Regions from separate parts of the Mus musculus genome. Here all the other regions are linked to region 1. The links are chromatin contacts, called in public HiChIP or PLAC-seq and promoter capture Hi-C maps. All regions are on one chromosome and are shown on one strand. Each heading gives the region's core, a stretch centred on a gene start, on an enhancer-like site or on the middle of the called end of the contact. The rest is flanking DNA. Distances are from core to core; before and after follow the strand shown.

The links. Promoter capture Hi-C pulls out the DNA fragments that hold promoters and counts their contacts. HiChIP or PLAC-seq counts read pairs in DNA pulled down with a chosen protein or histone mark.
Region 2: a contact with region 1 is called in an H3K27ac HiChIP or PLAC-seq map of extraembryonic endoderm stem cells. The contact joins the promoter of Tmem81 here to the promoter of F730311O21Rik in region 1. A contact is called at or near these places in 4 of 39 promoter capture datasets (the 3T3-L1 cell line, hematopoietic stem and progenitor cells, hippocampal neurons and 1 more), 1 of 484 Hi-C or Micro-C datasets (olfactory sensory neurons), 3 of 115 datasets of contacts at active chromatin or transcription factors (embryonic stem cells, extraembryonic endoderm stem cells and trophoblast stem cells) and 3 of 9 other capture datasets (adipose tissue, liver and pancreatic islet).
Region 3: a contact with region 1 is called in a promoter capture Hi-C map of pre-B cells, with 2.7 times the contacts expected there. The contact joins the promoter of Cntn2 here to the promoter of F730311O21Rik in region 1. A contact is called at or near these places in 3 of 39 promoter capture datasets (hippocampal neurons, liver and pre-B cells) and 3 of 115 datasets of contacts at active chromatin or transcription factors (double positive thymocytes, hepatocytes and pancreatic cancer cells).

What each region holds. Positions count from the first base shown.
Region 1 is chr1:132,340,661-132,344,792 of GRCm38.p6, reverse strand. F730311O21Rik (a long non-coding RNA gene) reads right to left here and starts at 2,863. Exons shown (of 4, transcript XR_878527.2): 1 at 2,726-2,863; 2 at 2,392-2,482; 3 at 116-477.
Region 2 is chr1:132,504,174-132,508,100 of GRCm38.p6, reverse strand. Tmem81 (transmembrane protein 81) reads right to left here and starts at 1,871. Exons shown (of 2, transcript NM_029025.3): 1 at 1,605-1,871; 2 at 1-936. The coding sequence starts at 643. Rbbp5 (retinoblastoma binding protein 5, histone lysine methyltransferase complex subunit) reads right to left here. Exons shown (of 14, transcript NM_172517.2): 14 at 2,436-3,927.
Region 3 is chr1:132,540,492-132,544,634 of GRCm38.p6, reverse strand. Cntn2 (contactin 2) reads left to right here and starts at 1,695. Exons shown (of 23, transcript NM_177129.5): 1 at 1,695-1,912.

The DNA of each region.
Region 1 (4,132 bases), core at 1,614-4,113:
TTTAGACCCTATTGGGTGCTATCTGCTACCCTACTGGGTGCTATCTGCTTCTCAGTGGACTCACATGACTGTGTAAGTCTCAAACTGGAGTTGTGAACTCAATCTAACCACTTACCCAGCCTTCCTTCTGGTCCAACACCAGAAACCATGAGCTGTGCTTTGCCTCCAGTTGTATTCTGTGGCTTCACAATGTCTACCACCTCAAACCTCTGTGGCCAGATGAGTCCGACATTCCTGATACGGTCTAAGGGTCTCCATAGTGTCCATTTTCTCTGCCAGTTAAAGAATTAATTGGCAGTGACTTTTTGGATCTTTCATCTGAATATCTGTACCAAATGTTTTCATCCAAACGTTACCGTGCGTCATGGCGTGCAGTGGCCCTGATGTCTGATGACACTTGAAGCCCCTGTACCATGAAACTGCAGCAGTATCAAGAGGAAACTTCCTAGGAAGTTGGGGTAGTCACCACTCTCATAACTAAATAAATAAAATGAAAAGTCAAAAAAAAAATAGGCAGGAAAAATCTTGAACATAATAATAGGTCAGGGAAATCTCAGACACAGCAGACAGGGCCAACCAGTAAAGATACACACACACACACAGACACACACACACACACACAGACACAGACACACACACACACACACACACAGACACACACACACACAGACACACACATACACACAGACACACACACACATAGACACACACAGACACACACACAGAGACACACACACACAGACACACACACACAGAGACACACACAGACACACAGACACACACACACATAGACACACACACACACACACATAGACACACACACAGACACACATACACACAGACACACACACAGAGACACACACACAGAGACACACACACACACACACAGGCAGAGTGAGGCACACACAGACCCTCTGCTTCGTTAAGGAGGGACTGGGAAGTGAAACTGAGTCTCTCCTTGATGGCTGGGAGTTTCTAAGGGTCTTTGAGAGGTTGTCCTCCCCTAAGGAGATCAGGTTGAACAGTCAGGGAAGCTCACAGGCCCAGGATTATGGAAACAACACATCCAGGTCTCTGCTCACCAGGCCTTTAGACCTTTGTCTCTGATCAGGAGGAAGAAGCCAAAGTTTGCCATCTTTTTCTTTATTTTGGGCCTGCCTTTCTGTCTGTCTGTCTGTCTGTCTGTCTGTCTGTCTGTCTATCAGGGAATTCATTTAACTCCTAATACACCTGCCCTCCCACCCCCCGTCCCCCAATCACCATTCCCAGTGTTGGCTCCTAGGAATCGCCCAAGAGGCCTGGTGTGGTACAGAACACCTGTAAACCCTGTTCAGGAGGGTCCAGAGTTCCAGGCCAGACTGGCCAGCACCCAACAGCTTCTCCCAGCTTGTGGTAGGTATGGGAGGAGCTAAAATAGAGAAGCTAGGCTGGGCATGGTAGCACATGTCTTTAATGCCAACACTTGGGAGGTAGAGACAGGTGGATCTCTGTGAGTTTGAGGCCAGACTGATCTACAGAGTGAGTCCCAGCACAGACAAGGCTACAAAAACAACCCAACAATAAGAAAGCTATTAAGTTATTCTTATTTTAAGTCATTCTCCAAGCCAGCTAATTTGTTTTATTTATTTATTTATTTATTTATTTATTTATTTATTTATTTATTTATTTATTTTTGAGACACAGTTTCTCTGTATAGCCTTGGTTGTCCTGGAACTCAATCTGTAGACCAGGTTGGTCTTGGATTCATAGAGATCTGCTTGCCTCTGCCTCCCAAGGACTGGGATTGAAGGTGAGCTCCACCACACCCAGTTTAGCCAGTTAATTTTACTTTACTCCACAGAGCAAGCAAGCAGTGTGGGGGACAGAGGCAGCAGCTGGAGAGGTACATTGGGGTCAGGTGGTGACCTTTGACTCCTGTGCAGGCTGGCCTAGGCTGTTGGTACAGCACTCTGGTGGCAGAGGTGTGGGGATGGTGGCAAATTCAAGTCCAGCCCAGGCTGTGGCTGTTATCCAGTTGTTAGAGTGTTTACCTATCCAAAGATCTGCACCCAGTAGGGTAGCAGACAGCACCCAGTAGGGTCTAAAGATGGAGTTTCGTGGAGGGGCACTACAGGAATGACATCTGAACTCTCACCAAGGAAGGGAGTCAGTGACCCAAAACAAAGGTCTAGATTTGGTCCTTAGCTCTATAGAAACCTGGCATGATGGGGGAATGCCCGCCTGTGAGGGGGAGCTGGGGAGGATCGAGAATTCAAGGTCATTCTCAGTTACAGAATAAGGTCAAGGTCAAAGCCAGCACAAGCTATAAGCCTATCTACCAAAAAGAAAGAAAAAGAGAAACAAGAAGTCCTTCACCTTATAAAAGTTACAATTTCACAAGGACTTACTTACCTCTCCTCCCCTGGACCTCCAGGCTTTGAAGGGCAGTGTATATTCTGTTTAGTTCAGGACTCCCGGGGTTCAGCACCACACCCAGTATGCACTAAAGGAGGAAGAAAACAAAGCATGCTTGACGACCTGATTTCTAGGGCACACCTGTCTCTCTTACCAGACTGAGAGCCCCAGAGCTCCCTATGGTGACCCTAGAGACTCACATCAGCCCCTGCTCTGCTGAGTATCCTGAGGCCACCTTTCTTTCCCTTTGGGGGGTCATTTCTACCCCCAAATACATATCTTAAGATTTTTCTCCCAAGGCCTGAACTCCTGCTGCCCCGGCTATACTTACTTGCTGAGGCTCACCCAACCCTCCAGATTCACCCCACAGCTCCACACCCTCAGCCACCCCCCTTGGCCCAAAGTGAGGGGGGTGGGGTAGCCAGATGATCTCAGCACCTCCTGCTCTGACATCCTCTCTGGGGACTTCAGGCGTCCCCTGCCTCCACCCAGTGTCACTTCCTCATTTTGGCAGGAACTCCACTGATAATCTCGTTCACTTTCCACCACTTCCTGTGTTTTATGTGAATCCTCCTGAGCTCAGCTACAGAAGATGAGTCTCTTGGCTGTAAAGATAGCCCTAAATGTCTAAAGGCTTCCCACTAGGTCCTGGGAACACTCAGTTTTGTCTTCGTTTGGTTTGGTTTGTTGTTTTGTTTTGTGCTTCAAGACAGGGTTTCTCTGTGTAGCCCTGCCTGTCCTGGAACTTGCTCTGTAGACCAGGCTGGCCTCAAACTCACAGAGATCCACCTGGCTCTGCCTCCTGAGTGCTGGCATCAAAGGTGTGTGCTACCATCTTCCAGTTTGCCACACTCACCTTTTTAAAGCTGTCCAGAATGGGAGATTCTCTCATCCTGTGGGTCAGTAGCCCAAGGCAATAGCCCAAGATCTTCCTATTGTCTAACCTCAATCTTCCTGATGTTAGGATTTCCAGATTGGGAAAACGAAAATACAGGACACTTACTCAGTTTTGAGTTTGAGGGAGACACTGGGTAAAAATTCTAGTTAAACATCTCCCCTTCTATATCAGAACAAAAGTCATTTGGACTTAAAGGTGTAGCTTGGTAGTGTAGCTTGGTGGAAGCGCACATACTTAGCATAGACTTAGGGTCCTGGGGAAACAGCTCAGACAGCAAGACTGCTTGCTTTCCAAGCATGAGGGTTTGCGTTCAAATGCCAAGCACTCACGTAAAGAGCTGGGTGTGCCTTTGTGACCCTATAACACCCGGACTGTGGGAGGCAGATGGAGAATCATTGGGGCTTGCTGGCTGCCGGCCTAACTTCAGGTTCAGTGAGAACCCTGTCTTAAGGGAATAGGGAAGAGAGCAATAGTCAAAACTCCAATCTTCAGGTCTCCACATACTTAAACATGGGCATGGACATCCACCTACCCACATGAATATCCATGCATGTTCTCTCTCTCTCTCTCTCTCTCTCTCTCTCTCTCTCTCTCTCTCTCTCGTGCGTGAATGCGTGTGTGTGTGTGTGTGTGTGTGTGTGTGTGTGTGAGTGTGTGTGTGTGTGTGTGTGTGTGTATGTGTGTGTGTGTGTGTGAGAGAGAGAGAGAGAGAGAGAGAGAGAGAGAGAGAGAGAGTGTATGCACCATGTGAGTGCCTGGTGCCCTTGGAGGCCAGGAAAGGGTGTCAGATTGCCTGGAACTGGAGTTAGAGACAGTTGTGAGCCACCACGTAGGTGCTGG
Region 2 (3,927 bases), core at 622-3,121, 160 kb before region 1:
GGAGGTGAGGCTTAGACCCATTGTCCAGATTAACTTCCCAGCCCTTATCTATCAACTTCTGATCCTCAGTAAGGGACTGTTGGAAATTTAGGTTTACCAACTTTGGAGGAAGGACCCTCAGTCCAAAATAGAGCCTCTTGACAAATTTCAAGTTTTTTAGCAGCTGCACGTCACATCGATACGTCCCAGCGTTATACTCATAGGCTGGTTTAAATCCTATAAAGGGGGAATTGGCTCGGAAGGGTCTGAAAAGCTCGTCGTTAGTAGAGATGATGCCCCGGGCAAGCCTCCAGGTGAAGCGGAAGGCTTCCTGCCCTTTCTCCAGGATGTCTGAGCTGAGACAGTTCAGCTCAAACGTCTTCCCATGGACGATGGTGAAATGGAGCATCCCACAGATCCAGTTGGTCACACACTCCAAACGCTGGAACGTGCAGTTTCTCCTCACTCCGTCGGGACCCACCTCGCACTCCGTCTCTTCCTTGTAGCCAAGGCCACATGTAACACTGCATCCTGTGGCATTGACAATGACTCTCCCCACGGCTTTTTGTAGCTCCTCAGGGATGTCCAGTGTCATCAACACCAAAGGCAGGTAGGTTATTGATAACAGACTCCTAAGGATAAAAACGATGGCCCCAGTCTTCATGACTCAGTATTTTACTAGCAGGCATTCCAGATGAATGTTCTATTGTACCACAACAGAGCCTCCAGCTTGGAATAGCCCTGAGCATTGAGAGATTATAATGTACAGTTGTCAGCAAAACAGACACATGCACAGATGTGCACAGAAGCGGGGTCCATAGTCTTAGGTAAGGCCACAGGCAGGAAGACTTTTTACAGTATTGTCGCTTGACTCTCTAAGCTTGCTTGCTTAAGCCTGCCAGGGGCGTCTTCCAGGGCACAATTCTGGTCGCTTCCTAATGAACTTAAACCCACAGGCTTTAGAAGGAAAAAAGGAAAAGACCTGAGAAGCTGAAGTGAATTTCCATGTTACCCAGGTGTATAAGCTAACTCTTTCCCTCCCTCCCAAACTGTGGGAGAGTTTCAAAGTCCCGTACTAAATCTGATCAGATACAAAACCAGTCTTACAAAAGGGGTGAGGCAAGGTTGGGCTAGGATGTTAATTCGAATATCTTGAATAATTTACTGTGAATATTCCTAAACCACCTCTATTAGAAAGATAACTTTGGCTGGGCCTGGTGGCGCATACCTTTGATCCCAGAACTCAGGAGACAGAGGCAGGTGGATCTCTGTGAATTCAAGGCCAGCCTGGTCCACAGATCGAGTTCCAGGATAACCAGCGCTGTTACACCAAGAAACCGTCTTGAAAAAAACAGACAACTCTGGGCTGGAGCCACGTGACTCCCCCCTTGTCCATTTCAGGTAGGTCCCTTTGAACACTGCACCTGAAAGCCCCATTCCCAGGTTTAACTACCTTCACTGTATAGACTTTCAAAGAAATGGAAAGCAAGGTATGGTGACAGCAGCCTCAAAGAGGCAGGACTGCTGGCAAATTCAAGGCTAGCCTGGGCTAAACGGGCTAACTCTAAGACCTGTCTCCTGAAAAGAAAAAGCTTTAGTGGAGTGTGGCAGCACGCGTTCTGCACCTGCATGAAGCTCGGTTTTGATCCCCATCACCACATAAACTGGGAGTTTGCACAGCCCTTCTCCCAGCACTCACGAAGATCACAAGTTCCAGGTCAGCTTCAGCTATACACCCATGTGAGACCAGCCCAGGTTAGAGACTTAGTCCAACACACCCTTCCAAAGGAGCAAGTGAGTACGCTATGGCAGAGGCAGCTCGTCCTGTTCTAAGTGAATCAGGACCTGCCTAGTGTGAGGCGGACTGGTGCTGCCTGACTCTGGTCTGCTCTATTTACCCCCGCAGCACAGAAGAGCTCATTGTTCGCATCAATGAAGGTTGCTATGAAGCAGCTATGATGCTAAAGATGGGTTCTTAGCGACAGAACAGAGTAGCAAGCAGACAGATTTGGTAATCTTTGAAACCATACTACTTGAGTCTCTGAGATATCTTATTCTTTATGAGATAACAACTATTCTGTATTGATGTTAAAATTACTTCATCAGAGAACAGGATTAACAAGGAAGAATATTAACTACATTTAGACTAACAAAGATCCTTGGAAGGCTAGAACCTCTAGGTGCACTACTATAACCTCCCTGAATGCCTAGCACTGTGGCCTCTTCAAAGCTTATAATAAGAAAACCCTATGTGACTGTTTTCATTAACATCAGCTTTTGGCTCAAATCATTTATTTCTAGTTTGGACAACGGAAGGACTCCAAACTGCCTGACCTTTCCAGATCCAAATGACCACAGAGAAAGATCTAAAATCCACACGTATTTTCTACTGTACAAACACAAAGATGGCTGCTGAGTTCCAGAAGCAGGCAGTGTTTACAAACAAGCATGTATACTTGTGGTTTAATAAACATCCAATTTTATTTACAAAGCATTAAAGCTTTAGCAAGAAGTACCCAAGGCTAAGTCTCATCTTGTACAAAACTACAGAACATTTTAAGAAACAAAACGGAGAGGCAGGGAGGACGACAGCAAGGAAAAAGAATATACATATATTACACAAATCAAAAACCTAAGCTGAGAGTGGACGGAAGGTTCTAGAAGCCGACAAAAAGATTCCCAAAGCATAAATAATTATTAGGAGCTGCTGCCAGAGACAATCTGGCAGGGTTTGAGCTGATTTACTCAGTAGCTCATTAATGGAAATGGGACACAGCATTAGCATCCAGATGGAGGGAAATCAAGCCACTTCACACAGGGAAGGCAGAAACCCCTGCATCAGCTTGCACACCACTGCAGTGTGCTGTACAGAGACATGACATGGAGGTAATGTCTACAAATAAAAACATCCCGTGAGCCACTTACCAATCACAACCATTGGTCTCACTCACACTTGGAAGCAGCACAGGAGCAACAGAACTAGAAACTTCCAGCGTGTCCCTGTCACATCTACCACAGTACAATGTAATCAACGGGTTTGGCTGTCTGAAGGAGCCTCCACCAACTGATAAGAGATTTCACAATTAGCATAGTATTTAAACCTCCTTTCAGTGCTGACAGAGTATGGCCCAGGGCAAGCCAAAGCTATTGCCAGAGGCGTCACTAACCCTTCGCACACTTGGCTTCCTGACTTTGGATTTTCAGAAAATTTCAAACACTTATTGTACAAATCCATTCAATTTGCTATTTTTATTAAAAGAACAGCAAATGCAGAGAGAGCCAAGGTGAGAAAGAGAAGGGTAAAAGCTAAGCAACCTTTCACAGAAAGGAAGTGAGTGAAGACAGTAATGGGGCGTAGCTCCAGGAAAGGACAAACTATGGCTGCCGGGGACAGGTTCTCCACAGGCAAGGATTTAAGGAACGAACCTCATCTTTGATTTGAAGTGGGCTGCTGTTGCTTTGATTTGGGGGTGGAGGTCTCTCATGTCAGTCCTTGCATAGTGCCCCACACCCATAAAAAAGAACCTCGTGGAGAAACACACCTTGCTTTGTTTCTAACTCTGGAAGTCAACACAGGTAAAGCGATACACAAACTACTGATGATTCTTAGCTGGAGATGGATAAAACTAATCATATCCAAAAGCCATGATTATTCAAACGGATCTAATACTGGAAAACATGCAATGCAAGGGAACCCCTGATTCTCTAGAGCCCAGCCTCCTGAGCAAAGGGCATGGTAAGATAGCGTGATAGGGGCCTTCGTTCCTCCTTCCTTTCCTGCCAGTCTGAAATCTTTCGAGCACTTGCTTCTCTGCCCAACCTTTATACACAATATGGAGCTACAGGAAGCACTGGGAGGGGAAAGTTATGAATGAAAGAAACAGAAGATGCATCAGTCTTCCTAGGTGCTGGTAGCAAATTTTCAGAAAAGAACAAGTCACTCGAGGA
Region 3 (4,143 bases), core at 446-2,945, 200 kb before region 1:
GAAGGGGATCTGAGAGAGCCTTTGAGAACAAATTTGCTGACACTAATAACACCCCTGGCCCAGACCTGATCCCCACCACAAGGGCAGCAGTTGTCCTAAAATAGAGTCAACAAAGACAGCGGTCTCCGTCTAAAACAATTCTGCAAACAGTTTCCAGACCATGGTTCATCAGCTCACTGCAGCAGGCACATCACTGTTTGGCAAGGACCTGCCTCCTACTGTCTTCTGCTGGAAACACCTTGCAGAGCCTCTAAGTGGATGGAGCACGTCTCACTTGGGCGATGTTAGCTGTGTAATGTAACTCAGGACCTTGAGAACAGCAAACTTGTCACAGACAGACAGACAGACAGACAGGACCATGATATCGGGGATAGGCCACCCTGGAGGAGGTGGATATGACTGTCTAGTCACAAATTTAATTAAAAATTACCTGAGAAACATCTTAGTAGAGTTTAGGCATCTCTGTATCAGAACAAAGACGTTGTGCTTTGGAGGTGTGCCCGCCCTTGCGGGGCACTGAGAGAAGAGAGGCAGAAGTCTCTGAAGCATTAGGATCCTCATTCTTCCCCAGGCCCACAGCCACTGGCCAGTCAGCAAGACAGGAGCCGCGTTCCTATTTGACAGGTATCACGTTTGAAACTCAGAGGCTGGCCAGCTTTGCCAGCTGTTGCAGCATCTGGGCCACTAGCCAGTTTGGCCCTGGACAGCAGGCAACCCAAGTGGGGTGAAAAGACAGTGACAGCCTGTCAGGGCTGACTGGTGCTGCAGATGGTGGGTCCCTCTGCCTGCAGACTTCAGTCTTCCCGAGCATGTCACCACACGACAGGTGCAGGGCAGGAGGGGTACACTCCTACCCAGGGTGAACCCCTGGAATCTCAGAGCTAGCAGAGGCCTCAGCCATCTTTAACCATTGCAGGTTACCAGTGTGGCTCAAAGGAGGCAGGGGACTTAGCCAAACACACACATCCTATCAATAGCAAAGACTCCAGACCCACCAGCTTTTCATGAAGTCTCACCTTTTGCTGTCTAAAAGAGGGCTGGATCTAGGGGTACCCGTGTACAAAGGTGTCCAAACTCAATTGTATAGTTAATATATTTTGCACATTACGATGTATTTTGTGGTCTCATTTTCATAAATTAATTCTCACAACCCAAGTGAAAATATAAACCTAGAGGTGGGTATTCAAATTTGTTAAGAATGGGTTAAGAATCTGAGACTTTTGCTATTTTTAATGTCTTTTACAGTTTAACCATTTTGACAGCAACAACGACAAAATTCCATGTTACTTCTGGGCAAATACAAGGAAAAGGAACGTGATGGGCGAGGGGACCGGGATAATGGAGGCTGAGCCCTTCTTCACAGCTGCCCCGCACAGCAAATTGGAGGCTTGCTGTGGATCCCATTCTCTAACAAGGGACTAGGTAAGGAGAGAAGCGAGACGCCGGGTGCCCTTGTGTCTCCAGAATTTCAGAAGCAAGAGACACTTTTTTGTGCCTTCTCAGAGCGCCCCTCTGCAGCTTTGGGCTGGGCACGGAGCTGGCCAAGCTTGATGGAAGACGGCAGCGCTCTGGCTCACTCCCTGGTCCTTAAATGACAGCAAATGAGGTAAAGCCAGGAGGGTGGGGACGGCGGGGTGGGAGGGGGCAGAGGAAGCCATCTCCGGCCGAGCGTTGGCTGAGGAGCCGAGCCAGCCAGTGAGCGGAGCCTGCGAGAGGGAGGAGCGCATCCTGATGCAGAGATGCTGCAGTGGCTCGGGGCGCGCACACACATACGCACCCTCGCCCGCTGCCGCCACGCCAGGACAGCCAGTGGCTAAGGCCGGCGGGGCCAAGCAGCCCCGAGGCTGGCGGCAGGGTCTGCTCACCAGGCAACCGCAGCACTGCCCCAGCCAACACCCTTCCCGCACTCTAGGTAGGTGCCTATCATTTTTGTCTGTTCCAGTTCAGAGGTTTCCCTGGGTGCTGTTTCAAGAGGGGCTCCCGGCTCAGCCCTTATAAATGTCTTCCTTGAAACTTGGGAGGGGACAGGGACAGGCAGCAGGCTGGGTCCCAATTGATCTCTCATCCCAGCCCCATAGTAGCGACCCCGCAGGCTCTTACCCGTCCTGTCTAGGTGGGTGGCATTCTGCAAGGCCTGATTTACTGGTCCAGGAAGCTGGCCCCTGGGAGGGTCCAGAAATCTGAGCAGGCAGTGGTAACTACCTGCCAAAAGGGTAGGGGCTCCAAGACCTGCCCTGGACCCCAGCCAGTGCCCAGCAGCTCTGTAGGGCCAGGCTCTACCCTGTCCCTGGAACTCCCTAGATGAACCTGAACCTGAGTTTCCAAATGCTGAGTTCATGTGGGGGGCTGCTTTTGCCGGGTGACCTCCTTGTGAAGTCTTGGTTCTGCTGGACTAGGAAGGCTATTGAAGAGAGGCGAGAACAGAACACAAGTTTGGGTAAAGGCTGTCCAGAAGCTGGAACTTGGGAGAGAAACTGAGGCAAGTCACATCCCTCCAAGGGTGAGGCTGGAATGTAGCCTGCAGTTCCTTTTCCCCTCCTCCCTCCTCAACCTTGTCTTCTCAGATCCCTCCCCCTCAGCCTCCCTGGTGGGAGGGAAGGATTTGCTCAAAGTTTGGCTTTCCAGGGGATTCTAGAGAGAGGGGGTAACCCCTCTGCCTAGCCCCATAGCTTATGTAATGGGCTACAGGAGGAAACAGCCCCAGCCAGGGAGTGTCTGTCACCACCTCCAAGACTGGCTGCAGCACTGGGGGGGCAAGAGGCTAAGGTGAAGCCATGCCTAGAGACTAGTGTCTTGGGCTGCACAGGCAGCCTGGACGGTGAAGCTCTGCCCCCAACCCTACCCCATCCCCACCCCATCCCCACCCCTGGGAGGTAGGGGGAGTTGAGCTTCCTTCCGGTCTTCAGGGTAAAGACGCCAAAGTTGTTAGTACATTTGTAACTAGTGTGACCAGCACAGAGTGGTTCTGCATGCAGTGACCTCAGTCCTGTACAAGGGTGGGTTTGAACCCTTCTGCCTAGGAGACAGGAGAGGGAACTGTCCGCATAGCCTGGTCCTGAGCAGCTGGGCAGCTATTTCGGGCACTCCCCCAAACCCCTATTCAGATGCCCCGTCATCCACTTAGCTTCTGAGATGATCTAACACTTGTCCCAGGTCCTGCTCAAAGGGACCAGCTACACTACTAAATGACACGGGCAGCCAAGAGTGGACCACCTGTGGGAGGGGCAAGTGTGACTGAGGCTCCAGGGGCGGGGCCGGGAAATGGTCCGGTGGTTGAAACAGGTGTCATGTTTCAGGGCTGCCTCCGAGTCAGGAGCGTTCAGCTCCTCCCAGGGGCCCCAGCGGCAACCTCTAGGCTCTGGCAGAACCACTCAGTGCTTCTTGCACAAGGTCAAAGTCCTTCCTACTGTCTTGTGGGAATCTTTGCTAATTTAGAGGCAGTCCGGGGATGAAGCAAACAGATAGGAGGGGCTTCTGAAGTGATAGCATCAAAGACACTCAAGGTCCCACTTGCCTCCTTCAGAAGCCACTGCCCTTGTCGGGAAGAAGTGAGGGGTTTAAAGAGAAGGGCTACTGACGGGACTGGTTTCTCCCCTTCCCCAATCTCCACCAGGCCAAATCATCCTTTGCACCTGCCATCCCAGAGCATGTACTCTTCAGATTCCAGCCCTGAGGTCACCCTCAGACTGTCCCCAGTGGCCTTCGCTGGGCACCTCCACTTCCTGACACCGCTTAAGTGGAGGCATGTGTATTAGCTCTGAGTCCCCATGATCCACTAGACAGCTGTATGTACTGCGCTGGACTGACTCCAGATCAGTCCTAGGAAGTGTATAAGCTGCAGGAAACACCCGAACCAGCCTCTATGCTGACACTATCAGCCACGCATTTGTGAGGGCTTGAGGAGTACAAGGTCTTTCTGGCAATAAGTGTCTCAAGCCAGATGACGGATGAGAAGACTTCAGAGCCAATCTCCAAGCATGGATATGGTGGTATTTGTGTTCTTGGAGAGACTCAGAGTGGAACGAGAGCATCAGGGAAGAAGTGGTTTATCCACACAAAGGGAAGAATCAGAGCGAAGACTATGCCACTGGGGTATAAGGAACTTACATTAGACAATAGAGGACACTTCTGGGCAGGAAGCCG